2 separate regions of the Mus musculus genome follow, and region 2 is linked to region 1. A link is a contact called in public promoter capture Hi-C data. All regions are on one chromosome and are shown on one strand. The core of a region is the stretch at or near the end of the contact, and the rest is flanking DNA. Distances in the headings are between cores, read along the strand shown. Region 1 holds the start of Tnip1 (TNFAIP3 interacting protein 1). Region 2 holds the start of Sap30l (SAP30-like).

Evidence for each region. Promoter capture Hi-C pulls out the DNA fragments that hold promoters and counts their contacts.
Region 2: a promoter capture Hi-C map of embryonic stem cells shows a contact between it and region 1, with 4 times the contacts expected there. The contact joins the promoter of Sap30l here to the promoter of Tnip1 in region 1. A contact is called at or near these places in 2 of 39 promoter capture datasets (embryonic stem cells and frontonasal cranial neural crest), 1 of 484 Hi-C or Micro-C datasets (B cells) and 3 of 115 datasets of contacts at active chromatin or transcription factors (embryonic stem cells and large pre-B cells).

The regions. Positions count from the first base shown.
Region 1 is chr11:54,960,441-54,967,384 of GRCm38.p6, forward strand. It overlaps Tnip1 (TNFAIP3 interacting protein 1), which reads right to left and starts at 2,500. Exons shown (of 19, transcript NM_001199275.2): 1 at 2,393-2,500.
Region 2 is chr11:57,798,810-57,805,753 of GRCm38.p6, forward strand. Sap30l (SAP30-like) reads left to right here and starts at 2,828. Exons shown (of 4, transcript NM_001081168.1): 1 at 2,828-3,480. The coding sequence starts at 3,283. 2010001A14Rik (RIKEN cDNA 2010001A14 gene) reads right to left here and starts at 2,658. Exons shown (of 4, transcript NR_131042.1): 1 at 2,425-2,658.

The DNA.
Region 1 (6,944 bases), core at 1,250-3,749:
ATGACAAACATGTGACCCTGACTGAAATGGGATTTGAGTGCTGGTGACGATTACAGACGGTGCTGGCCCACCCTACTCAAGACCCGGATTCCATCCCTAGTACCTCAGAGAACCGCCTGTGATGGCACACATTTGTAATCCCCACAGTCAAGGGGTGGAGGCTAGAGGATCAGAAACTCAAGGTCAGGCTCAGTTCCATAGGGGATTTGGGGCTAGCCTGGGATACATGAGACCCAGCCAGAAGAAAGAAGAAAGAAAAGGAAAAAATGGCATGTCAACTGGATGACTGCCCCAATCTTAGTTCTACAGAGGCAGAAGCATCAAGACCAAGAATCCAGAGCCAGCCTGGACTACATGAGACTCTGTCTCAAAGCAACCCCTTCTCATCAAATCATACACAAACAACAACAACATCAACAATGGCACTAAATTAACTGAGTCTGTAGTTTCAGCTCCCCTCAGCCTAAAAAGGCATTTTTAATTCTACCTACCTTCCTAGGCTATGAAGGCCACAGTTTTTTTCTGTGTTCATGCATCATCTTTTACATTTATTTTTATTTATTTATTTATTTATTACAAGTGTGTATCATGTGTGTATGTCTCCCTAGCACATGTCACAGCACATGTAATGGAGCTCAGAGGACTGTATGTAGGAGTCCTGTCTCTCTTACTACATGAGTCCCAGGGATTAAACTCGGGTTGTCAGACTTAGCAACAAGCTCCTTTAGCCCCTGAGCCATCTCTGCATCCCCCAGTCATCCTCTCAAGAGGAAGGAAAGCATTTGCATTCACAACTTGCCCTCTTCCCAGGACACCTCCCACCTCCTGAAGTCTGGGCTTTGATTCTGACCCTGACACTCACTCCTGGTCTGTAACCTAGCTTTCTAAGCAAGGCTATGGGGACAACAGCAGGGCCAGTTTGTGGCACACACAGAGAGAAATGGCCCTAGTGATAAGAAGCATGGTCATTGTGGTCTGGGGCAGCAGGGAGTGTGGATCTTCCTCTCTCAGGGGATCTCAGGCCTACTGCTGGGGCTCACTTTGCCTGGATCTCACTGAGAGCTGTCTGAGGAGGTGGCCTCTGGCCACGGCTGCTGGCTTCCTCGCCAGCCTTGTCCTCCTCTTTCTCCTCCCCGGCTCTTTCTCCTGTGTCCCTAACCTGCCTGTTATTCTCTGGTTTCTAGGACAATGACACCAGGGAAATTCCCAGCTCCTCATACACTGGCCCTGCCAGGCCCCTCCCACGGTCTCGAGGAGTCCTGGGTCTTTCCTTCTCTGGCTTCTCTCCCTCTGGCCCGCCTGACTCCAAATCAGAGTATCAAGCTGGCTCCAAACTGGGATCCTAGCTTGCTCCTCATCATCTTCCTGGAAGTGGGAAGAGATTAGTCCCTAAGGGAGGCAGACCCATAGGACCAGAACATTGCCCAATCCTGGGAAGCCCTACCAGGCCCCAATAGCATTTCTCTCTCAATCTACCCCATACCTTCTCATGTCTTCTAGAATCTCGCCACATTCCTCCCTCATTCTGCAGTCCAGAGGTCACTGTCAAAAGTCAGACCCAGCCTCTGGCCCTTACCTCCCCCAGCCAGGGACTTCCCTAGGCTGGCCCTCTGACCAGCTTCGGAAAAACTGGACTGCTTATTATCAAAAAAAGAAGTCCCCACCATCTGCCAGCCCTTGGCCCCACTCCCAGGGCCTCAAGTTCTCGGTGAAAGGTTCACCCTCAGAAGGAGCCAGTGGGCCTCAGAGCAAAGAAGTCTGGAGACAGGGGAGGGGTTCCTTCATTCCAGTGCTGAGGAGGGGCTCAACAGCTATTGTGTCCCCCAGGGAGCAAGATGGGTTTCCACCAACCTTCCTTGTTTGGGTTTAGACTTCCAAACTGCCCAGCTCATCCCACACCATCCCCCTCAAAATTCACATTCACACAGAGACAGACACCCAGACCATCCACAAACATAAACACTCCCATGGACCGATATATGTACCTGCTCCTGGGAGCCTGACACAAATGCAAACATGTCCTCTCACACACAAGAAAATATGGGAACAAGAAAGAGAAAAGTCCCCTTCACCCCTCAGAGAGAGGGATAGTACAGAAAAAGAGAAAGTCTCTCTTTCCTTCCCTTTGGAAAAGTTGCAGACATTCGGAGAGAAGATTGGTCAGAACAAGTACGAGGGAGAGAGACAGAGGTCAGAGGGCAAAGGAGGCTCAGGGAAGAACAGAGACACAGAATTCAAGGCCCTAGGTGGGCCCACCAAGCTAGGCTGGGGAGCAAAAGACCCCAGCTGGCAGAGAAGAGGAGGCCAAGCAGTTACTGACACACAGCTGGGAAGGTCTGGTGGCCTTGACATTACCGTGTGACGCTCCTGGAATCTGCCTTGTCACACCTACCTTCAGCCCAGGTCACTCATCCGAGAATGCACGAGGTGATCTGAAGATGTGCCCAGTGAGTGCGGCCATGCCTCCCTGTGTCCCTGTGAAGGTTGCTGGGCTTTCTGAGCTTCTGCAGGAAGGAGGGCTGGGCGGAGCTGACTCTGAGGCAGGAGGGGAATTCCCCCATGATGGAGAAGCCAGCCACCAGGCAGCCCCACAAGGCCGAGCTGAGGCCCCATCCCGCCTCTGGCAGAGCAGAGGGCCCTTTGCCAGCCTCCACCTGTTGCTCCCCAGGCTGCCTGTCACTTGTGGTAGATTCCAGGAAGGGGAGGGGGCTCTGGAGAAGAGCTGAGAGCCTGCTGGCTCCTGAGCTGGGCTGGGAATCAAGCAAAGGCAGGTACAAGGACACAGGCCACCTGGGCTGCCCTGCTGGGATGGCCTGGAGATATATGTTTCCTCTTTTGTTCAAAGTGGGGGATTCCAGTGTGCGTGGCCTTGGGGAAATCTCCAGGCATCCTGCTCACGTCCTCCTGTCTTGTTCCTGCCTCATCTGCTCCCAAGCATCCTCTCCAGAGGAGGAAAAGTTTCTCATTCTTCCCCAGATGCTGAGTCTTGCTGAGTCTCACTTGGATGTCCAGCCACACTTGGAAACCCTTGGCCCGTTCTGAACCTGCCAGCTGCAGTCTGAGCATGCCACTTCCTCCTGAGCTTTGTGTGATGGTTATTCTCTATGATCAACTTCACTGGATTTAGAAGTCTCGAGGAGATACACCTGGGGTGTGCCTGTAAGGCCTTTTCCAGAGAGGTTTTCCAAAAGAGGGAAGACCCACCTTGAATGTGGACAGCACTGTCCGGGGAGGCTGGGGTTCCAGACTGAATGAAAAGTGGGGATCAGGAGAGGGTTGTTCAAGCACTGTTTTCTGCTTTCTCTGCTCTTCCTGATCCACTAGATGTGAGCGAGCCCCCGGATGCACTTGCCACCACAGCTTAGAGCCACTCCCACACTGCCAGGCCTTCCTACCAGAGTGGACTGTATCACCTCAAACTGGGAGCCAACATAAACCCCTCCTCTAAGATGCTGCTTGTCAGTCTTTTGTCACAACAAATGACTGCTCACACATGCACGTGTCACTGACCCCCATCTCACTCACTGTCACACCCACTGCAAAGTGGGAAACTGAGTCTTGCTCTGTCTGCTTTCTGCAACTGTACCAGAAGCCAAAAGATGCTTTGTCGACACCCCTTGTAAACCACTGACTACATATATAAAGTTACCCACTGCCATTCACTACCTGCCACAAAAATGTCTGAGGAGATAGGAAGAGGCCACCTGGGTGAGAGAGGCTTTCTTGATTATCCCTAGTTCAGGACTGTCCTATCCAACTGAGTGACCATTATCCACATATGGTGGATCAAATGTAAATTAACTAAACCTAAATAAAAGCAATAATTGAGGAAATGAGGAAATAGCTCAGTGGGTAAAGTGCTCACTGATTTTGAGCCCCAGCACCCAAATTTAAAAGTCTGGTGTAGATACACACAGGCCAGTGCTGGGGAGGCAGAGACAGGATATCTGGGATCTGTGGGTCAGCCAGTCTAGCTAAACTGATGAGCCGGAGGCAGTGAGAGAACCTGTCATAAAAAACAAGATGGTTGTCACCTAAGGAGTAACACCTGAGGTTCACTGCTGGGCTTCACGTATATGTACACACATATGCACATGTCCTACACACTCACACTCACACACACATACACACACACACACACACACACACACACACACACACACACACTCAGTTCCTTAATAGCATTAGGCACCTTTCATTGTGATGTATAGCCAGGATGACAGCTGTTCCTACATGTGACTTGAGGTTACAGGTGTGTACTACTATGCATGTGGCTTTGAGCCCTTGAAGAGTGGTCAGTGCCATGAGGAAGATGGTATGGTGTAGAAAAGAGTGCTAGACTGGGAGTCAGGAAACCCCTAACTAAATTCACTTAGAAGTCATTTCTCCTGTCTGGTCTTCAGTTTCTGAATACCACATGGGCCTACAAGTCTGTCCATTCCCTGCACCATTGCAGAGGGTGTTGTTGGATGGCACTGTTCTGGAGGCTGTGGCATATGATCAGATAGTTACAGCAAACACTGGAAAAGATGTGTTTTGTCAGGAAAAATATTGCAGGGAGCTGTAGGTACCAGGGCAGATGTCTAGTTGGGATTTGGGAGCCTGGGCAGCCTTCCTGCAGGAAGTGACTTCTCAGCTGAGACCTGAAAAAAATCAAGGAAGAACACAAAAAAGGATGTTCACCACAAAGGGAATAGACTCTGTACTGAGAAGTGTCTGCACAAAATACTGGCAACCACTCGTCCCAAGTGTGACATGGAGTTTGAAGAAGGGAGAACTAAAGATATAGGCACACATCTTGCACACAGCCCATGGCGAAGGCCGGGCACACGGAAGGGGAGCTGGGGCAGAGTTTGCTGAATTCTTTTCTCAGTGGCTTCTGTGCGCTTGAGGTCGGGATTGCCCAGGGAAGGATGGGAGAGCCTCTGACTATTGCATCACTTCACTTCCATTGCAGCAGGAAGTGAAGGCCAGACAGAGGAAGTGACTTCTCCCTGAGTAACTTGGGGCCTTCCAGACTCTTAGTCCAGTGCTCAATCCCACATCATACTCTCTTCCTCAAGGCACTGGGCACTGTCAAGAACAGGGCTGGGTGGTGCGAATCTGTAAACCCAGCATGGGGGAGGCTGAGGCAGAAGTGAGTTTGAGGTCAGTCTGGCTACATAGTGAGATCCTATCTCAAAAAATAAACAAGGGAGCTGGAGAGATAGCTCAGCAGTTAAGAGTACAGCCTGCTCTTCCAGAGGTCCTGAGTTCAAATTCCAGCAACCACATGGTGGCTCACAACCATCTGTAATGAGATCTGATGCCCTCTTCTGGTGTGTCTGAAGACAACTACAGTGTACTTATTTATAATAATAAATAAATCTTTAAAAAATAAATAAACAAAGGGACGAGAGAAGGCTCAGCAGTTAGAGCATCCATTGCTGTTGTAGAAGACAAGAGCTTAGTTCCCATCTTCCTTGTTGGTGGAAGCTTACAATTGTGTGTAACTCCAGCCCTGTGCAGATTCGACAGCCCTGGCCTCCAAAGACATGTGTGAACATGTATGAATGCAAACACACATGCACACGCGCACACACATTTAAAAATAAAGTAAAATCTTTTTTAAAAAATCAAACAGGGGGCTGGTGAGATGGCTCAGTGGGTAAGAGCACTCGACTGCTCTTCCGAAGGTCCGGAGTTCAAATCCCAGCAACCACATGGTGGCTCACAACCATCTGTAACGAGAGCTGACGCCCTCTTCTGGAGCGTCTGAAGACAGCTACAGTGTACTTACATATAATGAATAAATAAATCTTTAAAACAAACAAACAAACAAAGAGCAACAACAACAACAACAAAAATCCCCTCAAAACAGCAACAAGAAGGTTCACATAGAAGCAGCTACTATAATAGGCTGTCCAGATAATTTTAACATCCCAAGAAGTCCGGCCAGAGAACAGTAGATTTCCCTGGGCATAGAACTTCTCATCAACAGGGAATAAAAACATGTGTCACCTGGCCTCAGTGTTCTGGTAAGACACGGCCACATAATGAGGAACCTGAGCCTGCCTATCAAGTGTCTATCCAGGAAAGGACTGGGAAGTTCAAGGAGCTGAACCAGCCTGGGCTCTTGGCTTGCACTGTGGGGGAGATTAGTATAGTCCCTCAGTGCTGACATGCCGGTCAGCTCCCCAATCTCTACCCACACCGCTTCCCTCTTTCCAGCCTGAATTGCCCCGCCCCTTTCAGGCTGTGCTTGGGTTGAGGATCAGAAGAGCTGAGTTTGAATCCTGGCTTTGACATGTGGCCCTAGGCAAGTCCCTTCCCCTCTTGGGTCCTCAGCTTTTCTTTTCTATAACGTGTAGGAATCAGGCTGGATACCCACAAATGGAGGGGCATTCTACTCAGACACCCAAGGACATCTGAAAATGTAAAGAAATTGAAAAAGCAAGATGGAGACACTATCACTAGTGGCTCCTTCCCCCACTCAATAGAGTCTCACCTAGTCCAGGCTGACCTTCAACTCCCTATGTGCCAAGGATAGCCTTGGCTCCTGATCTTCTTAGTCCACCTCCTAAGAGCTAGGATTACAGGCAAGTGCCACCATATCCAGATTTAGACTTTTTTGTTTTTTGTTTTTTTGAGACAGGGTTTCTCTGTGTAGCCCTGGCTGTCCTAAAACTCACTCTGTAGACCAGGCTGGTCTTGAACTCAGAGATTCACCTGCCTCTGCCTCCCGAGTGCTGAGATTAAAAGCATGCGCCACCACGTCTGGCTTTTAGACTCTTTTAAATGAATTATTTCATGTGCCTCTGTGAAAAAGAATTCATTATGGTCCATTTCTAGTATGAGGTGTATTGAAAGCTTATTAGTGAATCACAAATTGCTAACAGTCCTTGGCCCCTGTCTTCCCTAACTGGGTAGACACTCTCGGTTCATCCTAGGTTGGAAAAGTTACA
Region 2 (6,944 bases), core at 1,578-4,077, 2.8 Mb after region 1:
ATTCCTAGTAAATTGTGTTTTTTTCCATTAATATTTTATTATTTTTGTTACTGTAAAAGCAAAAAAAAAAAAAAAAAAAAGCTTATTAGGTATATTGCAAAAGTAGAACAAAGTATAAAAATGTCAACCACATTTCTGCTACCCCAAATTATCACTCTTTGTAATATGGAGTATTATTTCTCATGTGGTTTTGATTTTCAAAAAAAAAAAATGATGACATTTCTTTTTTTCTGTGGGGAGGTAGTGTATTCCTAACACAGGGAGGCTGAGGTCAGAAGATAATCTGCATTGCTAATTCTCTCCTTCTGCCATGCGGGTGCTGGGGATAGAACTGAGGTCAGCAGGCTTATTGGAAAGGGCTTTAACCCACTGAATCATCTCAGTCCTCCCTTCCTCCCCCAAAGCTTGGTTAATGTTGCTGTTTGGGTTTGGTTTGGTTTGGTTTGGTTTGGTTTGGTTTGGTTTGGTTTGGTTTGGTTTGGTTTGGAGATGGGGCTCTAGCATACTCCCAGGGAGGCCAAATTTCCTGGAGCTCGAATTTCTGGCAGTGGAGAGCCTATGTAGGGGTTTAATGGAAATGAACTGGGATCTTCTGGAAGAGCAGTTATCTCCCCAGCTCTCACCCTGCATGTATTATTTATTTTAAAATAAATACACACACATCACATTCCACAAGTCCATATGCAATTCTATATCCTCGTTTTGTTTTGTTTGAAACAAGGTCTCACATAGCCCAGGCTAGCCTCAAGTTCAATAAGAACTCCAGATCCCGCTACACACTTCCCAAGCAGTGGCATAGCAGGTGTGGACCACCGTGGAGCGCTCATTACTCAGCATTGACAAGGCGTTGTCAAGCGCTCGGAGATCTTTGCTACAGAGTTGCTGGTGAGTTTTAACACTTTCTGAAGATGTTTAATTTTGCTTCACCTCTTCTCGTTTGTAACTTTTAGAGTATTTTTTATAAGCAATTTCGTAATGGACACATTTTGTTTTGTTTTGTTATTTTGAGACAAGGTCTCACAAAACCAAGACTGACTTGCGAGCTATGTAGTCAAGAATGATCTTGAGGGGCTGGAGAGATGGTTCAGCGGTTAGGAGCACTGACTGTTATTCCAGAGTTCAATTCCTAGCAACCACATGGTGGCTCACAACCATCTGTAGTGGGATCTGATGCCCTTTTCTGGTGAGTACAAAGACAGCTACAGTGTATTCATATCCATAAAATAAATAAATAATTCTTTTAAGAAAAGAGAGAGAATGCCCTTGAACTTCAGATCTTCCTGCTGAAAGGTGGGACTACAGGCCAGTGCCGCCACATCCTGTTTAAGTAGTAATGTGGAACAAATCCAGAGCCTCGAGTGTGCTGATCCACTCTGCCACCAAATTACAGCCTCAGCCCCCACAGTGGCCTTAAATTTTTATCTGGTAGGTGTATTTTCTAACATACTGTCTCCTGTGTGAAATTAATAAAAGTAAACTGTACAAACGCACTTTTAGACCTCTGGAGAGAATTTAAGAGCTTTCCGGACACCCATCCCATAACCATACCTCTCCCCCACAACACTACTGACTGTAGGACCCGACCCTCAGAAAATTCCCTGTGTCCTTGCATCAAGGACGAGGTGACACCCTGGTCTTGGCAGGGTGCGGTGGCCTCCTCCCGGGTTGGTCTGAGTTAGCTTGAAGCAATAAAACTACAAATCAGTCTCTAACAAGTCTGAAGGTGAGTCCTCCGTTGGTGGCCTAAGGGCTTTTCACCTTTGCCTCAGCCCACAAAGTCCACCCTGAAGATCAACCCAGGCCAGGGTTGCTCTGACGCTGGGCTCTCCTCCTTAAGTCCCTTCTTCCTTGGTGCCCGCTGTACTCAAAGATTTCTAGTTCACCTGTCCGACCTCTCCTGTCTCTCAGTGCCTCTTTACGCGCATATGCACTTCCTCGTTAGCTTCATGTCCCACACCATGCACCCTGTCTCCCGCTGCCGCGTAGATCCTCCAGCCCAGGCTTTTCCGTTTTGCCCAGTCTGTTCTCCTGGCAGCACTTTCTCCCTAAGGTCTCCTTCCCATACCCTTCCCTTGTCCCTCAGTTTTCCTCCGCACGTCGATGCTTCAGTCCACTGCGAACGTGATCTCTGCTGCAAGTCTGTCCCTGCTTCCCGCAGACCCCACTCAACATAGGAGACCTTGCGGCCTGTCAGATCCGGCTTAGCATTTCGTTCCATAACCGGCTTGCTCACAACCCCACTATGGAGCCGGACCTCTGCTCAGGATCCCGCGCTGGGATTGGGAACCTGCTCAACATCCCATCCCGGAATGGAGACCCTGCGACCCTCCATATCCCGCTCAGCACCACTCCCTGAGGTGGAGGCCCCGCGTCCCTCCTGACCTAACACAGCATCTCGCCCCAGAGCCAGAGGACCTCGCTCACCATTCCTGGCCCGGACCAGGACATCTTGCATTCTTCCAGACCCCGTTCAGCATCCCTCGCGGAGCGAGGTCCCTATTTACCATCCTAACGGCCTAGAACATCCTGCATCCCTCCAGACCCATCTCAGCATCCCACTCCACAACCAGGACTAAACCTGCGGCCCGCTGTCCTCTCTAGCCCGGGTAACTCTTCCCTCTTGCACTTTCTCTACTTTGAACCCATCCCAGCAGAGTCCAGGAAGTAGCCTGGCACCGGAGACCGGCAGCGATGGCGCCCAATGGGAACTGCCAGCGGCGACGTGGGCCCCGCCTACATAAAGAATACGACCATTGAGCGCACAGAGGCGGGACTTCCGCTGTGCCGCGGCGGGCGGGGGAGCGCACTGTTGTGGTGCGGCGCGTCGGGCGGGCGGCGGCCGGGGCGGCCCAGGGGCTGCCGCGGGGACTCGGGGCGCCGCCGAGCGGCCAGGCGCTGGGGCGGCCCGAGCACACCGCGGGGCCCGGACACGGCAGGTTCGAGGCCGGGCCCCCGCGCGGGGAGCCACGGGGTGGAGACTTTGCCGCGCGGCGCGGAGCAGGCGGGAGCCGGCGGGGGCCTCGGGAGCCCCAGGGCGGCCGGGCCCGGATCCCGGGGGAAGCCTCGTGAGCCCCGGCCGGAGCCTCGGCGTGTGCATCCCCGCCGGGGCCCGGGCTGCAGGAGCACAGAGCAGCCGGGCCTCGCGGAGCTCGGAGCGCGCCTGACCCAGGGCGCACCGTGGGACCCGGGCGCGGGGCTGGCGAAGAGCTGCCCCGCGGGGCTAGCAGCCGCGGAGTGGCCTACAGGGGTCCTCCCCCGGAGGGGCCGGGCCGGGGCGGGGAGATGAACGGCTTCAGCACAGAGGAGGACAGCCGCGAAGGGCCCCCTGCCGCCCCCGCCGCCGCCCCGGGCTACGGCCAGAGCTGCTGCCTCATCGCGGACGGCGAGCGCTGCGTCCGGCCCGCGGGCAACGCCTCCTTCAGCAAGAGGGTGCAGAAAAGCATCTCGCAGAAGAAACTCAAGCTGGACATAGACAAGAGCGTGAGTCTCGGGGCATAGCGCAGGGCCGCGGGAAGGGACCCCGGGGACGCTCCGCGCGGTGGGCCTCGCCGCGCAGTCTGTGCAAAACAGGGGACTCAGGTTCTTGGAGGCCGCTCGGTGCTCCGCGACGCTGCCCGCGTCCCCGAGGGTGGGCTGGGAAACCAGGGAGGGCTTGGCACACTCTCCCTGCCTGGGAAAGCGACAGCAGTTTCCAGCTGTCACTGTTGCGCCGAATAGCAGAGCAGAGAGAGGTGGGTTACTTTTGCAAGAATTGGGCAAAAGAGGTGACAAGGGAACCGGGAGGATCTTCTCCAACTTCGTCCTCCCTCCAGGGACCTTGTCGCTCTTTCAGACACTAGCAAGGTGGCCGCGACTTTCCTGTCTGCCGCGGCCTCCGGTCTCTGCAGCGCAACACAGAGCCCGCTTCGCTGGCAGCGAATGAGTTTTTCTGAGATGTGGCAGAAATAAGGCCAAGGCCGGGTCTTAAATGATTTGCTGTGGATGTGATTGAAGGGGGCGGGGAATCAGCTTTCTTGCGGGGATTAGCATCTTTGGTAATGCCGTTGGAGGTGGAGAGGTGCAAATTTAAAATGGAATGAGATTGCCCTATGCCTTGTGGCTAATTATAAGAAACTTCCTGAGTGATTTCACCTACTCTGGTCCTCAAGATGTGCCTACTGCCAACCGGTTAAGAACTTTTCAGTTTGACATCTGTTGCTGCAAGCCCTGAGTGGCAGCTTCCAGGTTAGGAATTGAGACTGAGTTAAGGAACTTCTCATATTCAGGAGTTTGAATGATTACTGTTCAACGGTTTGGGGAAATCAGACATTGCTTGGTAGCGGGAAAGGGAGCCGATCTTTACACTTCTGATGTGGCAGAAACTGAGGCTGGGGGCGGGGGGGTAGGAAGCAATGGCGCCAAGAGCACACTGCACTTAAAAGCTGGCTAATTTCCTAAGCCCACTTATTGCCTGGCTTGCTTCCAAACCTTACACCCAGTTTTCATTCGTCTATAATAAATAAGATCATCATCCTTTCTTCTAGACTCTTCTCTTGCACACTCAGTTTTATTTAGTCAACCAGTAGAATCCAGCTCATTTGAAATCGTGCTGGGTTTTGTTTTTTGTTTTTTTATGATTGGGACCTTCCTTTTTACAAATGTCTTGTCAGTAAATAAATGAGTGAGTGAATGAATGAATGAATGAGATTACTCTGAAGCAAAGCTGGCTAAACCCTCAGGTGTCCCCTGCTAATCACACATGGGAGTGAAAGTGATCCCGAGACTGGGGATGAGTTTATCCACATGGAAACGGTGCCTGCCTCCCGTGTGGGCTGCTGGCAGTGCTCACATCTGGATGGTTTTGTTGTTGCAGTAAAGACTCCATTTATCCACTCACCCCATGGGGAAGCCATGTGGAGCAGTGTTGAGCATGTCGATGTCACACACACTCACACACACATCATCATCATCTGGAAGAAAGGCCCCCTCTGCCCTGTACTAGCATCCCCAAAGGCAGTACTTGGGAAGGCTTGTGGTTAGATGTGCGGCCTTAGTCCATTTCAAGGTGGTAGTACAGAGTCATTATCTCTGAAACAGTTTCTATTTCATTCCACAGATGGGCAGGAATTCAGTCCCAAGTAAGTGCTGTGTTACTAGAATGTCTAGCTGTTGTAGCAAGTGAAACAGGAAAGAAAAAACAAACAAACAAACAAACAAAAAAACCCAGACAACCACAGTGAGCCTTTGCTTCCACCCTAAGGCCCCCACCTCACCCACAAAAGCCCCTGAGTCCTGAGATTGCTGAAAAGCAGATTAGACTTGAACATGGTTAAGGACAGAGAATAGCTGTCTGGTAAAAGGATCTGGCAAAAGCCCTTTTAAAATACTATAGCACCCCCCTTCAGGTGGCCACTGGCTGCCTCTGTACTGTATTAGTACATAGCCAACTTGCCGCTGATGGGTTTCTTCTTTGCTTCTGGAGAGTGCTCGAAGCTGGGGATCACATAAAGGAAACAGGCTCCAGTGTCGCTTGGGTTGCTGCCCCCTGCTCTGGTCTGGCCTCTTCCTACCTAAGCTTTAGAAACACCCCACTCTGCCACTCATTCTTCCCAGTTTACCACTATGCTGTGGGAAGCCACTTGCGCTCTCTCTCTCTCTCTCTCTCTCTCTCTCTCTCTCTCTCTCTCTCTCTCTTGGTTTCTCGAGACAGGGTCTCTCTGTAGCCCTGACTGTCCTGGAACTCACTCTGTAGACCAGGCTGGCCTCGAACTCAGAAATCCTCCTGCCTCTGCCTCCCAAGCGCTGGGATTAAAGGCGTGCGCCACCACTGCCCAGCACCACTTGCTCTCTCAAGAGCCACTTACTTACATTGTCAGCCCAAGTGCCAGCTGCCAGGAATGGAGCAGAGGTCACATGTCCTCTTGTTTCACCTGGGTGTTACTCTTTTTGGTTTTTTCGAGACAGGGTTTCTCTGTGTAGCCCTGGCTGTCCTGGAACTCACTCTGTAGACCAGGCTGGCCTCGAACTTAGAAATCCTCCTGCCTCCCCAGTACTGGGATTGAAGGCGTGTGCCACCTCTTACAAGTTCACAAATTTCAATGACTTTTGTCAGATTCCACTCTGGCAATGAACTTTTGGACATTGTCCATAGGCCACTGTCCTAAAGAGTAAAACCCAGCCAGGCAGTGATGGCCCACGCCTTTAATCCCAGCACTTGGGAGGCTGAGGCAGGCGGATTTCTGAGTTTCGAGGCCAGCCTGTTCTACAGAGTGAGTTCCAGGACAGCCAGGGCTACACAGAGAAACCCTGACTCAAAAAATAAACCAAAAAAAAAAAAAAAAAAAAAGAGGTGGCTTTTACCAGCAAAAGTCATTTGGCCGTTTGTAGATATGAGAGGGCCTACATTGGTGCATCAGCACTTATTTCTCGCCTGCTGTGTACAAGACAGCATCACAGTGTAAACTCGGAATGACTCATGACTCACCAATCCAACCACAAGAAACTGATAATCATCAAATTAAACAGTTTTCATTGTTCCCTCCACAAAGCAGCCTGAATTCATTGATGGTGACTTCCTGCCAGCTTACTTTTATCTTTAAGGATTTAAGGACCAAACTCCAGTTCAGATGTCTCCCTAGAACATTTGTGCACCATCTGTCCCTACCCAGGCCAATTACACAGGCCCTGGGTCCTGCAGGGTCTTTGAGTGGTTCCTCCAGGCAACTGTGCTACCTACATTCTTAAATGAAACCCTGTTCTTCACTGCTGAGCTGCTTTTGGCGCCTTTACTAATATACTCTGGTGTTTATTAGAAAATCAGAGTGATGTCCACTCTCTTTTATGTGGTCCCCCTTTGTGAGGGTTCTGTCTCTCTCTGCTCCTTTGTGGATCAGATGTGAAGCAGCAGGAGTCAAGTTTTCCGGTCTTACCCACAGTAGGAGTAGGCGCTGTGAGTACCATCCACT